5 separate regions of the Mus musculus genome follow, and regions 1, 2, 3 and 4 are each linked to region 5. The links are chromatin contacts, called in public HiChIP or PLAC-seq and promoter capture Hi-C maps. All regions are on one chromosome and are shown on one strand. The core of a region is the stretch at or near the end of the contact, and the rest is flanking DNA. Distances in the headings are between cores, read along the strand shown.

Region 1 (2,712 bases), core at 134-2,633, 540 kb before region 5:
CCTTTTCATAAAGCTGTTTTTCAGTTTTATTTCTGCCATTTGTAACAAAATAAAGAACTAACACATTTTAAGCTAAAATAACTGAAAACTATACATTTTAAATTATGAGGCAGACAATTATTAAAAATAATTGTAGAATAAGATTACACAGATTAGCAAGACTTTTTATTTAGGTAACTTTTTTTTTAAGTTGAAAAGAGCCAGGGAGATTGAATAATGATTCAGATAAACAGAGAAACCCATTTCAAGTCCAGAGTGTCATGAGCAGACAACACCTTCCAGGGGACAGGGACTCTTCCGACACTTAGAAACTCAATAACCTCATTTTAGTGATCATGTCTGATTTATTATATTCCAGGTTACTGCCGAGGAAGTTGAAGTCTAGATTCTTTATCTGTGTGGCTCAAGGTCACATGGAACAGGAGTGACCGGCACAGGAAGTACACGGTCCACACTGGAACATACAGATCACTTCAGAGACGAATGGCAGAGGGCATCCATCCCTAACTACGACGAAATGAGTCAAAATAGAGACAGGTAAAGAGCAGCCCTGGTTCTAGGCCAAACTTGGGCCTCTTCTCTCTTTCAAGCACAGTAGCAGTTTCTATGCAGTTCCCAGTAGCCATCCTACAGTCTGGGGCCAGCTGCTCAGACTAAATTATATCCTTCTGTATAATGACGGACGGCCCTGACTGCGGTCTGCTAAGGGCTTCATCGGCAAGCACTGTCTCAGATCATCACTACGTGATCCTTGTTCTCTCAACAAGTCACCACAGCACCCTGCGAGTCAGGACTGGTGTGCCAGTCTCCATTTTACCCCCAGAGAAAATGGGGCTCAGGAGATCTGTTACTGGAAGCCATGCTTTTTCTATTGTCTTCATGCAGAAATTCCACTGTGATGGTTTATGATCCTTGTAATGCTCACTCCCCATTGGATTTTAAATCACATTAAAAATGTTGTGGACTCTCTTCTGAGCTCTCTGAGACAAGCAGAAAGGCCTGGGGACAGAGCTCGCTTGTTCCAGTGCTTGCCTCACACACACTTCTCTGGTAACTTTGTAGATTTTCCATAGTCATGTGTGAATTCGTGATCCAATAATCACATTCAAACATACTTAGAAGATTCCTGGCAGAGCACTATGGGAGACTGTTTCACAGTGTGATTTTATTAGAGATAGGAAGTATACATAAATCGAAGCTAAACAGTATTTTTCAGAAAGTTAGCCATGTCATCGTCCAATGTAACAAGCTTTTAAAAAAAGATTTGTAATAACTTGTCACCTAGCAACTGTGACAAACAGCTGGTGCAGCCCTCACACCTATAAATACGTTTTGGCCTAGAGACCTTTCATTCTCAGCGAGTGACTCAGGGTCTCATGCTCACTGCTGGTGACCATCTGTTGATGCTAATTCCTGTTGAATTTTTCTTAGAAAGGTCAGTCAATATCTGGTTACACACTTTACCATTTCTTAGTGTAACGTGTCGGAATTTTTTCTTAATCCCCTGGAGACTTGCTATGCCCTCTATGAGTGAATATGTGTAGGGAGAGGAACAAAATAAGGACAGGGAAATGTCTCTCTCCACACACAGAATTAGAGCCATGACGAAGCAAATGGGATGTGTCAACTGGAGGATTAAACAAGCAAGCAAGAGATTAAACAATTACAGAGTGCTCAGAGCGGTCTCTCACTTTCTCAGACCAATTAGGCAAGGAGCACCTTCTCCCAGGGACAGGGACAAAGAGGCGCCAGCTCCGTGCCTGTTTTTCTTACCCACAGAAGCTGAGCCCCACCTTCTTTGGGCAACTTAGTGTTCTGTTTAGACCCCTCATACACGAACACGCACACAAACATGTACACTTACACACAATCATGCATGCATGCACACACACCCCTCCCTCCCTCCCTCCCTCCCTCCCTCCCTCCCTCCCTCCCTCCCTCCCTCCCTAGTTTGAAAAGGAACAGGAATTGGCCAGTCCTTGAGACTGTCCTTCCCCCATGTATCTCAAACTAAGCAGTGCCACTTTGGGACAGGGAGACACGATTATCTAATCCACCATCTAGAAGGATGCTTTCTTCTGCTAGCTGGGAGATTCTTTTGACGTGCCTGAGGATAAGACACCAGCCATTTTCAACTTTTCTGCCTTTGTTAGTGTCTAATAACTAGGCTCTATAAGACAAGGTCCCAAGCAAGGAAATGACCTTCCCAAGTATAAGGCAAGCAAGCACTCAATGGAGACATGTGGAAGACTAAGAGGCCCGTCCTTCTTGAATACCAACGCCAAGATTTGATTCAATCACTTCCCTGTCTGTCCCGAAGCAGGAAAAGACTTCCACTCTATCCTCAAAGGGCAGATAAAAATCAGAGTCAAGAACCAGGCTTCACGGAAAGCAACCTGTTATTGTGGAGGGAGTATGCCAACTTCGAATTCTATTTGATCTGTAGTTTCCAGCAAATTACAGTCCAGGATTTATTGCACTTGGGCTCAGAAGTAAATGTCCATTCCCTGGTTTTTGGATCTTAGGTTTAGAGGTATGAAACTGGTGACAATTTTTTTTTAAAAGAATATGTTTCTTAGAATTGAAAAACGATCAATGGACAACATAATTCCTGATTTTGCTCTTTAGAGATTAGACTAATGACACTGGGTCTGAGCCCAAACTGACAGAATTGCCGAGTCATTCCAACTTGTGTCTAATACAAAGGCCAAT
Region 2 (2,700 bases), core at 84-2,583, 540 kb after region 5:
CTGATTGGATGAGTATGTGAAAAAAAGAAGAAAGTTGTAATCTTACAGATCTCTCTCTCTGTTTCTGTGTGTGTGTGTGTGTGTGTGTGTGAGAGAGAGAGAGAGAGAGAGAGAGAGAGAGAAAAGGGGGCAGAGGAAGGGGTGAAAAGAGATATTTCAGTATCTATAGCTACATAATAATCTCTTTCATAGCTGTTTATTAAAATATACCAATTCCATATTAAGCATGACTGTATATATATATATATATATGTATGTATAAGTTTGTAGATTATAACTGATACCAATTAAGTTAAATAATTATGTTGGACAGAAAGATACTTTTTGCCAAAAAATTTAGAGATTATATTTAACAGAAATCGGTGAAAATATTAATTGGCAAATAGCCTGAAATTGCATGCATTTCAATTAGCTAGAATATAAATATTTAACATGAGGGAATATGTTTTCACAATAGGAAAATGTGGTTTGTTGAAAATAAAATGGTATTCCTGGGCTCTGAAATTGAAACTTATTCAGTTTACATGTAGACTACTTGTTAACGCAGACACATGTAGAGGTAAGTAGTCAAAATGAGGTAAATTTTAGTGAGAACCAAACACACAATCTACTCAGTCTCCTGCACTCACAAGGTTTCAAGGGATTTCACACACAATAAACCTTCTGTGCAGTTTTGAGATAGGAAATGCAGGGCAGCTACTGTTTCCATGATATACATATATGATTCACACAACGCCATCTGGCTTACCTGTGAACAACCAGGGAATCAATGCTTTCTGGATTCCAATCCTGTAGACTTCCTATCTGTAGACTAAATTTTGGGAGAGTGTCCTGTTTACTTAGATAATGCAAAGATAGCATAAAGTGCTAGGAACATTTTATATATATATATATGTATATTGGCTTTCAGATTTGTAGAAATTGTACCAAGTGCACTTTAAAATTAAAATTTATAATTTTTGAAAATCTCTCTCTCTCTTTCTCTTTCTCTCTCTCTCTCTCTCTCTCTCTCTCTCTCTCTCTCTCTCTCTCTCTGTGATATAGGTTTAAACGTAGTTTTCTGGTACATGCACATAGCTTTTGTGTGCTTGTCATGATTTATATGTGAATTACTGCATGCCTGCTGCTATGGTCTATAGGATTACTATTTCATGAGTGTGATCTCTCCACTTAACTAGGTGCTATTTATGGTTAGTAGTTCTTTGCTCCATCAATCCCAGACTACAGAGGAGCCCTTGTGGCACTGAAATCCTGTGCTACAGAAAAGATTGCACGGAGAACTGCAAAAAACAATTTCTCTGTAATAGCAGGATGCTTGCTGGTGGTGAACAGCTGCTAACCCAGCAGTGGTGGGACCTTCAGATGGCTGCTATGATTGTGTTCACAGCATGCTGAGACTTACTCAATTCTGTTTAAGCACAGTGAAGCCATAGCCCATTCTGCGGTCGTGTGCTGCCTTCATCCTAGTAAATAGAGATGCTTTCTTACGCAGGATGTTCTATGCTTCTGACAAATAAAAAAAAAATATGTTGTTCAATGCACAATATATGCTTTAACCATATTCCTTTCAGAAATTTGCACTTTGTAAATGATGACCAAGCATTCCTCCTGGCTGTCAACTCTTAATGGCTTCCTTTATATAAAATAACTGGATAGGCATTTGATTTTCAAAAAGATCAGCTAAGTAATCTACTGATAAAATATATCAAGATGTATTGTCTAAGAGAAGGGATGCCAGGATTTAATACTGCCTCTGTCTGTCCTTGGCAGAGTAGCGTCATGGCAAATGTGAACACAGGAGCAAGGGGGAGCCTAGATGTGTTCGTGATGTTTCTTTTGTTTTTTAAAAAAGGCTAGGTTTAAGAAACGTCCCACTAGGTGTTTTTCACAGTGGCACTGGTACCTGGGCCTCTAGAGTTTTAGACATAAGAGATGCTGTCCTTTATATTAAATTTCAAAATGGGAAAAATTTATCAAAAATTAAAAAAATAGAAGTTATGAGACTAGGATAAAGGCAAAAGGGATGCTTCAGCAATGCCACTCTAAAGTCTGGCCTAATTGGCTGTGCGGGTGAGCCACTCAGGTGGACCATCGAGCTGCACCAGTAGATTGTGTTCTTGTCTAAATTAGGTTTCAATGCCGCTAAGTACTTAATTAACTACATTTGTAGCATATAAAATGTATGGACCCTATTTCTAGTTAGTCTCCCACACTAAACTCATTTTAACATATGTTGAGGGTCCAACATTAAACACAATGTAAAAGGTCTCCATCCTGGAAAAACACTCTTTTTTACTACATGTGATGTGTACTTATCCAGAAAAACATAGAAATTTGTTAACTCAAAAGATACAGCCAATAAAGGATAAGAATCGTGTCACTTTGTTTTTATTGTCAAGTTGACACCACAGAGAGTCACCACTGAAAGGGAGACTCCAATTGTACAACTTCTTTGGTCATCTTGGCTTGTGGCCATGTTTGTGATAGAACGTCTTGATTGGTAATTTATGTGGGAGGGTCCAATCTGAGACAAGTGGCACCATCCCTTAGGTAAGCAGGTCTGGACTGTATAAGGAAGCAGAATGAGCATGTGCCAGGGAGCGAGCCAGTAAGCAGGGTTCCTCCGTGGGCTGCCTTGAAGTTTCTGATTGACTTGCTTCTCTGATGTCTTTTGAGGATAGGCTGATCTGGAAGAATAGT
Region 3 (2,700 bases), core at 19-2,518, 630 kb after region 5:
GGCCAGAGAAATAAACATAAAAGTTAAGCCTCATTTGTATAATAGTCAATAATTTCTATAGAGAAACATCATTATAAACACTAACAACAAATTGTTACAGCATTTTGAAGAGCTTGGCTCAGTTAATATTTTACAGGTGTTAGTAATATATGGTAAAAGGGAAATAAATACAATAAAATAATGAAATGAAATACAGAAAAAATAGATGCAAAAAAAAAAAAAAAAAAACTACAAGAACCTTGCTATAGCAAAGCTCAGCCTCTCTGTATTTCAATACCTAACACATACTCTCTCTTCTTTGGCCTCAATTATGGACAGCTGTCATTGTCCGAGTTTGCAGAAAAGGTGAAATATTGATGCTCTATCTTTGGATTCTGAAAATTCTGCATTGAATTTCTGGTCTTTACGTAGTCTAATACACACTGGTTTTAAAAATGATGATTTAATTACAATGCTATATTATTATTATATTATTATTATTATTCCACTAATTAACATTTTCTCTGAACTCTCAGCTTAGATATGGAAAGTATAAAATCAGTGTTTTCTATTTCTCTAATTTCTTTGCTAGCAATTTTTTAAAAGAAAATATCTAATACAAATAAAATTTAAAAGTTTTTAAAAATTAATTCTTGCTGACAGTACCAATAAAGATATCACCATCACTTTTATTGCTACACTATTTAGGCAAGAATTGAGTATTAAGATTTTTTTTTAAAAAAGCATCACAAATATTGACTAAAAGTCTGGACAAGTGTATTGTTCAGTGGTTAGGAACATAGACTGTTCTTTCAGGGTCCAGAGTTCTATTTCCAAAACTGACATTGTGGAACACAGCCATCTGTATCTCAAGTTCCAGGGGATTTGATACCTTCTGACCACCACGGGTTCTAGGTATCCACGTGGGACACAAATATACATTCAGGTAAAACTCCCATATGTAGACAATAAGTCTAAAAATATTGACTATGAAAATGGTTCTACTGAAAGAATATACTATAAGAACAATTTTGGGTAACCAGTACCATTTAAAAATCAAACGTGATCAACGCCTACATGCAAGATGTATGTTGAGACAGGAATGATGCTGAATCATTCCTACTGCACCCAATCGTATAAAGAGATGAATAGAGTCTCAAGTTGGAGGAGTCTAAGTTCTTAACAATACAAAGCCTGAAACTTAATTCTCAGGCTAAACTCTGGCTCAGGGAAGTGATACATGCCAAAGACTACATCAAAGTCAAGCATGAATTATTAGACACAGATGTGAATCAAGAGAAGAAGAGCAGCTGCTCTCCCCTCGTCCTGGCCCAGGCAAGGCTTTGGCAGTATGACATTTTCCCGTTGTTGGAATTGTATAAAAGGAACCCCAGAAGGCAAATGATCCTAATGTATAACTTCTTGATAGATGGTTTCTACAAGTGGATTTTCTGCCCTTGATTAACAGTGCAGCCTGCAACAAGGCATCATTTGAGACATTCTTGGAAATAAGGCTCATGTTTCAGTATTTTAGGTAATTTTCATGACATTTCTAATGGCTGATTTTTCTAAAAGATGTCAAAATTTGAGGACAGGAATACCTCACCTCAAACTTCAACTTTAGCACTTTCTACTATATTTGCCTATAAGGAGTATAGACTCTATAAACATTAGTTTTTTTTTCTATATCTAAGAGATAATAAAACAGGTTATTCTTCAAAGACTAACTGTGATGGTGATTTGTGATGAAGAACAAATCAGATAATGGACCCAAACCCTTAGAATGTTCAAAATGTCCCTTCTTTCCAAAATGAAGGAAAAGAAACATCTCTAACTATAAATTGTAGCCCTTTTACTACTAGTTTAGTTTAGTTAGGGAAATTGGGGAGCCAGTCTGGAAATCTATTGGAGTGCAAACTTCCTAGAATCTATAAGGGTGACCCTAGTGAGGACTCCTAATAGTGGAGGATACCAAGTCATTTTTATAGCCAGGCAAGGCTTCCAGTGGTGGGACTGGGTTTCATTCAGTTGAGTTGTTGGCTGAGGGAGTCCTGTAGAGACCCCTAAGGAATTCAGGCCAATGCTAGGACAGAGGGTCACTCTCTGAAAAATGACCATGGTGCCCCATTGCTAAGAACAACATCCACACAGCTCATTAATCATAGAGAGGTTGAGCTGGTTCCTGCATGGAGACTTCCCCCTTACCTTCTAGGCTCCTTGGTAAAAGAAGAAGGTCCTTTGCAGGCTACAGAAAGAGAAATTTGGACACCAACCCAGCCACAAAACCCTCGACCTGCTACCTGTCCTGCCTGCAAGATATTCTGGGACAAAGGTGTCATAGAACTTGTGGGACTGGCCTATTAAACATTGCTTTAATTTGAGGCCCACTCCATGAAAGGGAGCCCAGACCTAGCACTGCAGGCATGACCAGGGACTGAAGACTGGATAGCCAAACACCAAACACCACAGGCAAAGCCAAACCAAACCAAACCAAACCAAACCAAACCCAACAACAAGTGACAAACTAACATAAAACAAAACAAGACAAGACAAAACAAAACAAAACACCTTTTTAGAGATACTCTGCTATAATTATAGATCAGTCCAGCTGTCACTAGAGAGGCATCCTCTGGCAGCATATTCGAGTGTGTATAGAGATCCATATCCAGGCAAGAGAGAGAGAGAGAGAGAGAGAGAGAGAGAGAGAGAGAGAGAGGAAAT
Region 4 (2,700 bases), core at 75-2,574, 850 kb after region 5:
AGATTTTCTCTCTCAGCTTTCTTGTTTCTTGCCCTATGTCAACATTCAGGGACATGAGGCAGGACTTTCAAGGAATTTGAATTTTATTTGACATTGACTGCTTCCATTCTGTGTTCAAGATTTATGAGTAAATTAGGAAGGGGACAAAATGAGGGGATGACTGACTTCTAGTTTTATATAACATACAATGTCTCTCTTAATAATGGTCTGCGACCTTTATTTTTGATTGTGTGCTTTCCTGGACTGAGAATTGCTAGTTTAGTTCTAGGAGTGCTGAAAGGGTGTTTGCAGAGAGTCCAGATCTGTTTAGTCGGTGGTTTTATCCATGGATGCATCCAAACTTTAAACAGGTGCAGTGGAAGAACCTGTATGTTTCTTCCTCCTGGTCCTGGTGGAGAAGTCACTAAGGACATGACTTTGGGTACAAAGTCTTACAGTGAGTGTCTCTCTCATCTCTGTTATCTGTTTTCTGGTTGCCATTGAAGTACTTTCTCTCCATCATTCGTTTCTGCCATGACTTTCTGCTTCACCACAGGCTAGGACACGACACAAGCCTAGGATAACTTGAGAACCTCTTAAACCATAAGCTAAAACAAGCTGTTCCCTTTCTTATGCTGTCTTTTTGAGTATTCAGTCAAAATGATGGATCAACCTAACCTATTTGTAAGGGTGTGCACAATACACAAAAATGCAGAATGGAGTTCCCACTACATGACATCTTTGACAAACTTGTTCTAATTTTTTTCATATCTCATTTTCAAGCTATGTTTCAAAAGTGTATTTGTTCAAGGAAAAAAGTCAATCCAATTAGGGAAAAATCTTAATGAGGTTGTCAGTGTAGTAGATGTTTTAGAGATTTGAAGCTCACGATAGCTTTATTTAAACACGACCTTAAGTAAAGCCATGGCTTTACATTTCCCTAGAACATACTAAATAAGCACTTAGTGAAATGACAAAAGTGTCTGTAATATTGCTTCATTTTCTATCCTTCTGTCTAGATCAGTGTTTATCAAGATGCATACATCCTATGTTAGGCAAGTGGTCTGTAACATCTCTGGATGTGAATTTGAGAAAACAATTGGAACTTATAGATTCCATCTATATCTTTGCCTTCCCTTTCAGGACCCATTCCTACTGACATTTGGGGACATGTTCACAGCTCAACTGACTACAAAAATAACACGTGCTGCCTGTGTGCAGGGCTCCTCCCAGCTCTCTTTCACTGAGAAGCCTGCATTTCCATGGAAACCAGATGGGCACAAAGGAAAGGATGAGTGCATGAAAATTCTGAGCTTTTGGAAACAAAGGCTGAACACAGACTAAGTGCCTCATTGGAATTCAGCCTAGGAGAAACCAGCACCAGCCCTGGCCTCAGACTGCTGAGGGCAGACGTGCTCCCCGCTGGCCTGAGTTCAGAAGAAACATATCTTCCACACAACACTTGTATTTTGAAGTACAGAAAAGCAACATTGGGAATCCAAGAACCTAGATCACTTCTCTTCTGCCAGTCTTCGGTGATTTGAAATTCATATTGGCATTCTACAACATGCAAAATCACAAGAAATTCTTTCAAATATTTATTCTTCCAAATGAATATTGGATCTTTTTTTTTTTAATTTTAGTGTAGGAGGATGCTACCTTGGAGTCCATAGGAAATACTGAACTAAGAATTCCTTATGATGGTTTCTAATCAAACAATGTATATTTATCAAATAGAAAATCTTGCCTTGTGAAATAAAAAAGGTGTTTATTCTATTCAAGAACCCCAAATCTAAAGTTCTAGTGAATAAAATTTACATTTCACTGCTCAAAACTCCCAATAGAAGTTTTTAAATTTAAACATACTGGCATGTAATATACTATTACACTCACACACACAAACACACACACACACATAGAGAGAGAGAGAGAGTTCAGTTTAGCTTTTAGAAAAAATTTCAGTCCTTATTATTGAGAAAATACACTGATAATTCTACTGCCTCGATGTTTTTCTCTGCCCATGTCTCCTACCCCTTGTTACACATGTGCCCTCATCATTTGCAGGAATATCACTAGCCTAGGTTGTGAACTGTAGATCTCAAAATAGTGAACGAAGATGTGGGCCTGAGTTTAATTCATTTATTGAGATAATTTTCTATTGTAACAGAAACAAGGATTGAAACTTTATCAAGTGGGTGACAGTATACACAGCACTGATCTATTTTCTGGATGTAGACTGAGCTATGGATGTGTGGGCAGTATTTTGTAACCAAAAGATTTAGAGATCTTTGCTATTAAGTAGCTGTCTACCATCCTACATGAATTAACCCAAAGTGTGGGGAACAAATGGCACAAATAGGATAGCTTCCTTGTGGGCAGAGGAATCTTAATGACGCTTAGTGGTAGATAGCTTCATCAGAAATCAGAGAACTCTGACTACAAAACCCACATCCTTAGTTGAGGAGCAGCTGGTTGCTACTAGAAGAAAATCACATTTCTAGTATGGTGTTGATGCTTGTCATCTGAGGCTTAAGAATCAATTATTATTAAGAAGTGAGCAAACACAGAAGTGGATGCTCACAGTCAACTATTGGATGGATCACAGAGCCCCCAATGGAGGAGCTAGAGAAAGTAACCAAGGAGCTAAAGGGATCTGCAACCCTATAGGTGGAACAACATTATGAACTAACCAGTACCCCCTGGAGCTCGTGTCTCTAGCTG
Region 5 (2,757 bases), core at 219-2,718:
TGCCAATCTTATTAAAGTTCTGTTATTTATTTTTCTATTAAAAAAGTGACCCCCCCCAATCTGCGATTTTGACAGCACTTACCTTTGGCATTCGTCTCCCTAAATGTAGTTGTGTTTCGTTATTCCGGACGTGGAGGGCAAGCTCATCCCAAATCTGTGCTTCACTCATGAGGGGAGATCCAACCAAGAAGGCAACATACATTTCCATTCCCCCCCCCCTCCGCTATTCTTTCAGGACGAAGCAGAACAAGCAAGCCACCCTGATAAAGCCAGAGGGCGCCAAAGTGCCGCGAACGGAACTTCCAGGGCTCAATGGGTTTGCGGGATGGTAAAATTGGCTTTTGTCTGAAGAAAGAGCTGTGGTTCTAGAAGATGTCACCATGTGTTAGTTTCCAAATTTAAATTTTTATTTTGCATTTTATTTTTGCCAACAGGTAAGCATAGCGAGCATATCTCCTAACCGTGGTGGCTATTGTGTGTCGCGGTGCTACCCAAAGTGCTCGTCGACCAGGACACGAGGACTTGGCGCGGATGGCCACAGCCTGGCTGGGCGCGCTTCTGAGTAGCATCTTAAGCAGCCGAGAGCTGGTGACTTCCATGAAAGCACAGGCACAAAAAGTCGAAGCCCCTTTTCCTAGGGTGCATTTCTTCCTTTCTTTCTCTCCGAAGTCGGGAGAACGTACCCTGAGGCGGTGCCGCCCACCCTTCCAACCCAGACCTGAGCTCTGGGCGGTGGCGCCTTGCAAAGCTGGAGCCTCCTGGTCGGGCCCCGAGGGCGAGCATATGCCGGAGGCGTCCCAGATGCTTGCCTTGGGGGACACCCTAAAACCAGCGGATATCTGTCTTGATGGTTTCAAGGGAGGCATCGCATCTTCCCCAGGCTCACTGCCTACGTGATAGCAGAATCTAAGCCCGTCGTCTGGAGCGGGGCTGGATTGGGGTGCAGAGAAAGCTGGTTGCGGCGGGGGCGTAGTTCATCAGCCCCTTAAGTCTGAGCGAGAGCCTGAGCTACTTATTCAATGCTTTCAAATAAAATGTGTGCGAGACAGAGAGAGGAGAGAAATCCACAGACAGTCCCGCCGGGGGTGGGGGTGGGGGTGGGGTGGGGGGGGAATGGAGGGGCGTGTAAGGAGGGAATAGGAGGAGGGGGGCTGACAGAGACTGTTGGGGAGGCGGGTAAGGGATCTGGATGTGGAGAGCAGTGGGTGGGGGTGACTGTGCGGGTGTGGTGACGGGGGGGGGGCGCTGGATCACGGGGCGTCTCGGGGCGCAGTGGCTGCTGGTGGAGAGAAGTTGGGGGACCCCCTCCTGGGTGGCGGGGCGCGAAAGGAGCGGGAGGGGTGCGGGCCGCGGGCTGGGAGAGGAGGGGCGGGCGCGAGGCGGGCGGGGTCGGCGAGCGGAGGAGCTGGGCGGGCGGACGCGCGGGGGGGAGGGCGCTGGGCAGGAAGGGGAGGGGGAGCGATCGAGAAATGCAGAGGCTGCAGCGGCGGCGGCAGTAGCGGCAGCGGCGACGGCGGTGGCGGCAGCGCTCCAACTCGCTCCACGCTCCGGGCTCCGCCGTCGAGCCGGGAGAGAGAGAGCCTTTGCTGAGCGACCAGCCACCCGGCCGGACGACACCAGCCACCCGGGCCCCTTGGAGGCACCGCGCTCACCCAGGGCCGCCACAGGCACCCAAAGCCGGTAAGGAGGCGCGCCGTGGGTCCCTAAGGCCACCGCGGACTCCGGGCCACCGGTTCCCCAGGGCCCCGCCCCACCCCGAAGCCTAGGGTTCTCCAACGGTGCAGCCGGGGTGCGGCCGGGTGTAGACACAGTGGGCATGGGATTCCTCTATGTGGGTTCTGTCGCATTTGGAAATCCAAGGTGATGCTCTCCCCCAGGTGGACAGCTTCGGCCTTTCGTAGGGTGGGGGACTTGGAGGGGGTGGCGGCGAGGCGGACGAACCGAGTTCGGGAGGGAGGGGGTGGAGGGTGGGGAGCCGCTGGTGACAGCACCGAGACCACTGGCCACGGTTCTGTGGGCTGAACCCAGCCTTCTGTCAGCGGAACCCGCACAGCCACGGAGAAGGCGCTCGGTGTGAGGGGCGCAGTAACAGAAGATGGAGGATGGGGGTGGGGTGGGGTGGGGAGGGAGAAAGAAGACGCGGAATCTGGTCAGATCGGAAGGGGCGGGGGTGGCTTGGCCCTCGGGACTCCTGGATCTTGGTTTAGGGTAACCGAGGAACACGAGGTTCGGAAGGCGGTGTGCACGTCCGGGGCAGATTAAAGCCCCCAGCCTGGTCTGCGGCTGAGCTGTCTTCCCACTAACCTGTGGACGTCGCCAGCATTTTATTTTATTTTTTGAGCCTTGCGCTCAGAGAGCGGGCCGCGCGCCTCCACCGCCGCCCCAGCCTGGGGGAAGGAGGGGTGGCGTGTGGGCTTGAACCTGACAGCCCGCGGCCCGAGCGGGCTCAACCCTTCTGCAAGCCAAGATTTCTGTAGATTTTTTCCCCCGTAGCTCAAACGCTACAACCCAACGTCTGGTTCCCGCTTCCCCACACCATTAAAAGAAAAAAAAAAAAAAAAACCAGAATCCCTGGATCGGATGGCACACAATGCGTGGCTGGGGACCGCATTCTTTTCATGAATATTCATCGAACGCTTGGCCCTGTTCCTAATCTGCTTCCCCCCGAGACGTTTCCGCCTTGGAGCGAACTCGGTGGACGGCCTCTGCCCCAGTGATTTTCACGCTGTTCAAAGGAGCACAGCGCACATGGGTGCG

What was found. Promoter capture Hi-C pulls out the DNA fragments that hold promoters and counts their contacts. HiChIP or PLAC-seq counts read pairs in DNA pulled down with a chosen protein or histone mark.
Region 1: a contact with region 5 is called in a promoter capture Hi-C map of liver, with 2.0 times the contacts expected there. The contact joins the enhancer-like site here to the promoter of Basp1 in region 5. A contact is called at or near these places in 8 of 39 promoter capture datasets (the 3T3-L1 cell line, 3T3-L1-derived adipocytes, embryonic stem cells and 4 more), 20 of 484 Hi-C or Micro-C datasets (adipose-derived mesenchymal stem cells, brown adipocytes, cerebellar granule neurons and 13 more), 13 of 115 datasets of contacts at active chromatin or transcription factors (astrocytes, bone marrow-derived dendritic cells, bone marrow-derived macrophages and 7 more) and 4 of 9 other capture datasets (adipose tissue, embryonic stem cells, macrophages and 1 more).
Region 2: an H3K4me3 HiChIP or PLAC-seq map of embryonic forebrain shows a contact between it and region 5, with 9 times the contacts expected there. The contact joins the enhancer-like site here to the promoter of Basp1 in region 5. A contact is called at or near these places in 7 of 39 promoter capture datasets (3T3-L1-derived adipocytes, cranial neural crest, embryonic stem cells and 4 more), 2 of 484 Hi-C or Micro-C datasets (cerebellar granule neurons and cerebellum), 15 of 115 datasets of contacts at active chromatin or transcription factors (VIP interneurons, astrocytes, bone marrow-derived macrophages and 12 more) and 2 of 9 other capture datasets (embryonic stem cells and liver).
Region 3: an H3K4me3 HiChIP or PLAC-seq map of craniofacial prominence shows a contact between it and region 5, with 5 times the contacts expected there. The contact joins the enhancer-like site here to the promoter of Basp1 in region 5. A contact is called at or near these places in 10 of 39 promoter capture datasets (the 3T3-L1 cell line, HPC-7-derived erythroid cells, cranial neural crest and 5 more), 3 of 484 Hi-C or Micro-C datasets (cerebral cortex, embryonic stem cells and uterus), 16 of 115 datasets of contacts at active chromatin or transcription factors (astrocytes, craniofacial prominence, differentiating embryonic stem cells and 10 more) and 2 of 9 other capture datasets (adipose tissue and embryonic stem cells).
Region 4: a contact with region 5 is called in an H3K4me3 HiChIP or PLAC-seq map of embryonic basal ganglia, with 7 times the contacts expected there. The contact joins the enhancer-like site here to the promoter of Basp1 in region 5. A contact is called at or near these places in 6 of 39 promoter capture datasets (cranial neural crest, frontonasal cranial neural crest, liver and 3 more), 16 of 115 datasets of contacts at active chromatin or transcription factors (bone marrow-derived macrophages, craniofacial prominence, differentiating embryonic stem cells and 10 more) and 1 of 9 other capture datasets (embryonic stem cells).

The regions. Positions count from the first base shown.
Region 1 is chr15:25,955,637-25,958,348 of GRCm38.p6, reverse strand. The region is part of intron 3 of Retreg1 (reticulophagy regulator 1); the gene reads right to left. Among named protein-coding and RNA genes, the nearest start is that of Mir7212, 8.8 kb to the right of the region's middle. Within about 2 kb of position 1,383, at least 65 of the 459 cell types and tissues checked have an H3K27ac peak or open chromatin away from gene starts, as enhancers often do. A contact at or near this core is called in embryonic fibroblasts, liver, muscle stem cells and 4 more, where this site is marked.
Region 2 is chr15:24,875,019-24,877,718 of GRCm38.p6, reverse strand. No RefSeq gene overlaps it. Among named protein-coding and RNA genes, the nearest start is that of Gm22810, 56 kb to the right of the region's middle. Within about 2 kb of position 1,333, at least 14 of the 459 cell types and tissues checked have an H3K27ac peak or open chromatin away from gene starts, as enhancers often do. A contact at or near this core is called in VIP interneurons, cerebellum, embryonic basal ganglia and 1 more, where this site is marked.
Region 3 is chr15:24,785,104-24,787,803 of GRCm38.p6, reverse strand. No RefSeq gene overlaps it. Among named protein-coding and RNA genes, the nearest start is that of Gm22810, 34 kb to the left of the region's middle. Within about 2 kb of position 1,268, at least 1 of the 459 cell types and tissues checked has an H3K27ac peak or open chromatin away from gene starts, as enhancers often do. A contact at or near this core is called in craniofacial prominence, where this site is marked.
Region 4 is chr15:24,565,770-24,568,469 of GRCm38.p6, reverse strand. No RefSeq gene overlaps it. Among named protein-coding and RNA genes, the nearest start is that of Gm35827, 160 kb to the left of the region's middle. Within about 2 kb of position 1,324, at least 33 of the 459 cell types and tissues checked have an H3K27ac peak or open chromatin away from gene starts, as enhancers often do. A contact at or near this core is called in embryonic basal ganglia, embryonic brain and neural tube, where this site is marked.
Region 5 is chr15:25,412,475-25,415,231 of GRCm38.p6, reverse strand. It overlaps Basp1 (brain abundant, membrane attached signal protein 1), which reads left to right and starts at 1,468. Exons shown (of 2, transcript NM_027395.2): 1 at 1,468-1,680. Gm48957 (predicted gene, 48957) reads right to left here and starts at 1,042. Exons shown (of 4, transcript NR_168943.1): 1 at 83-1,042.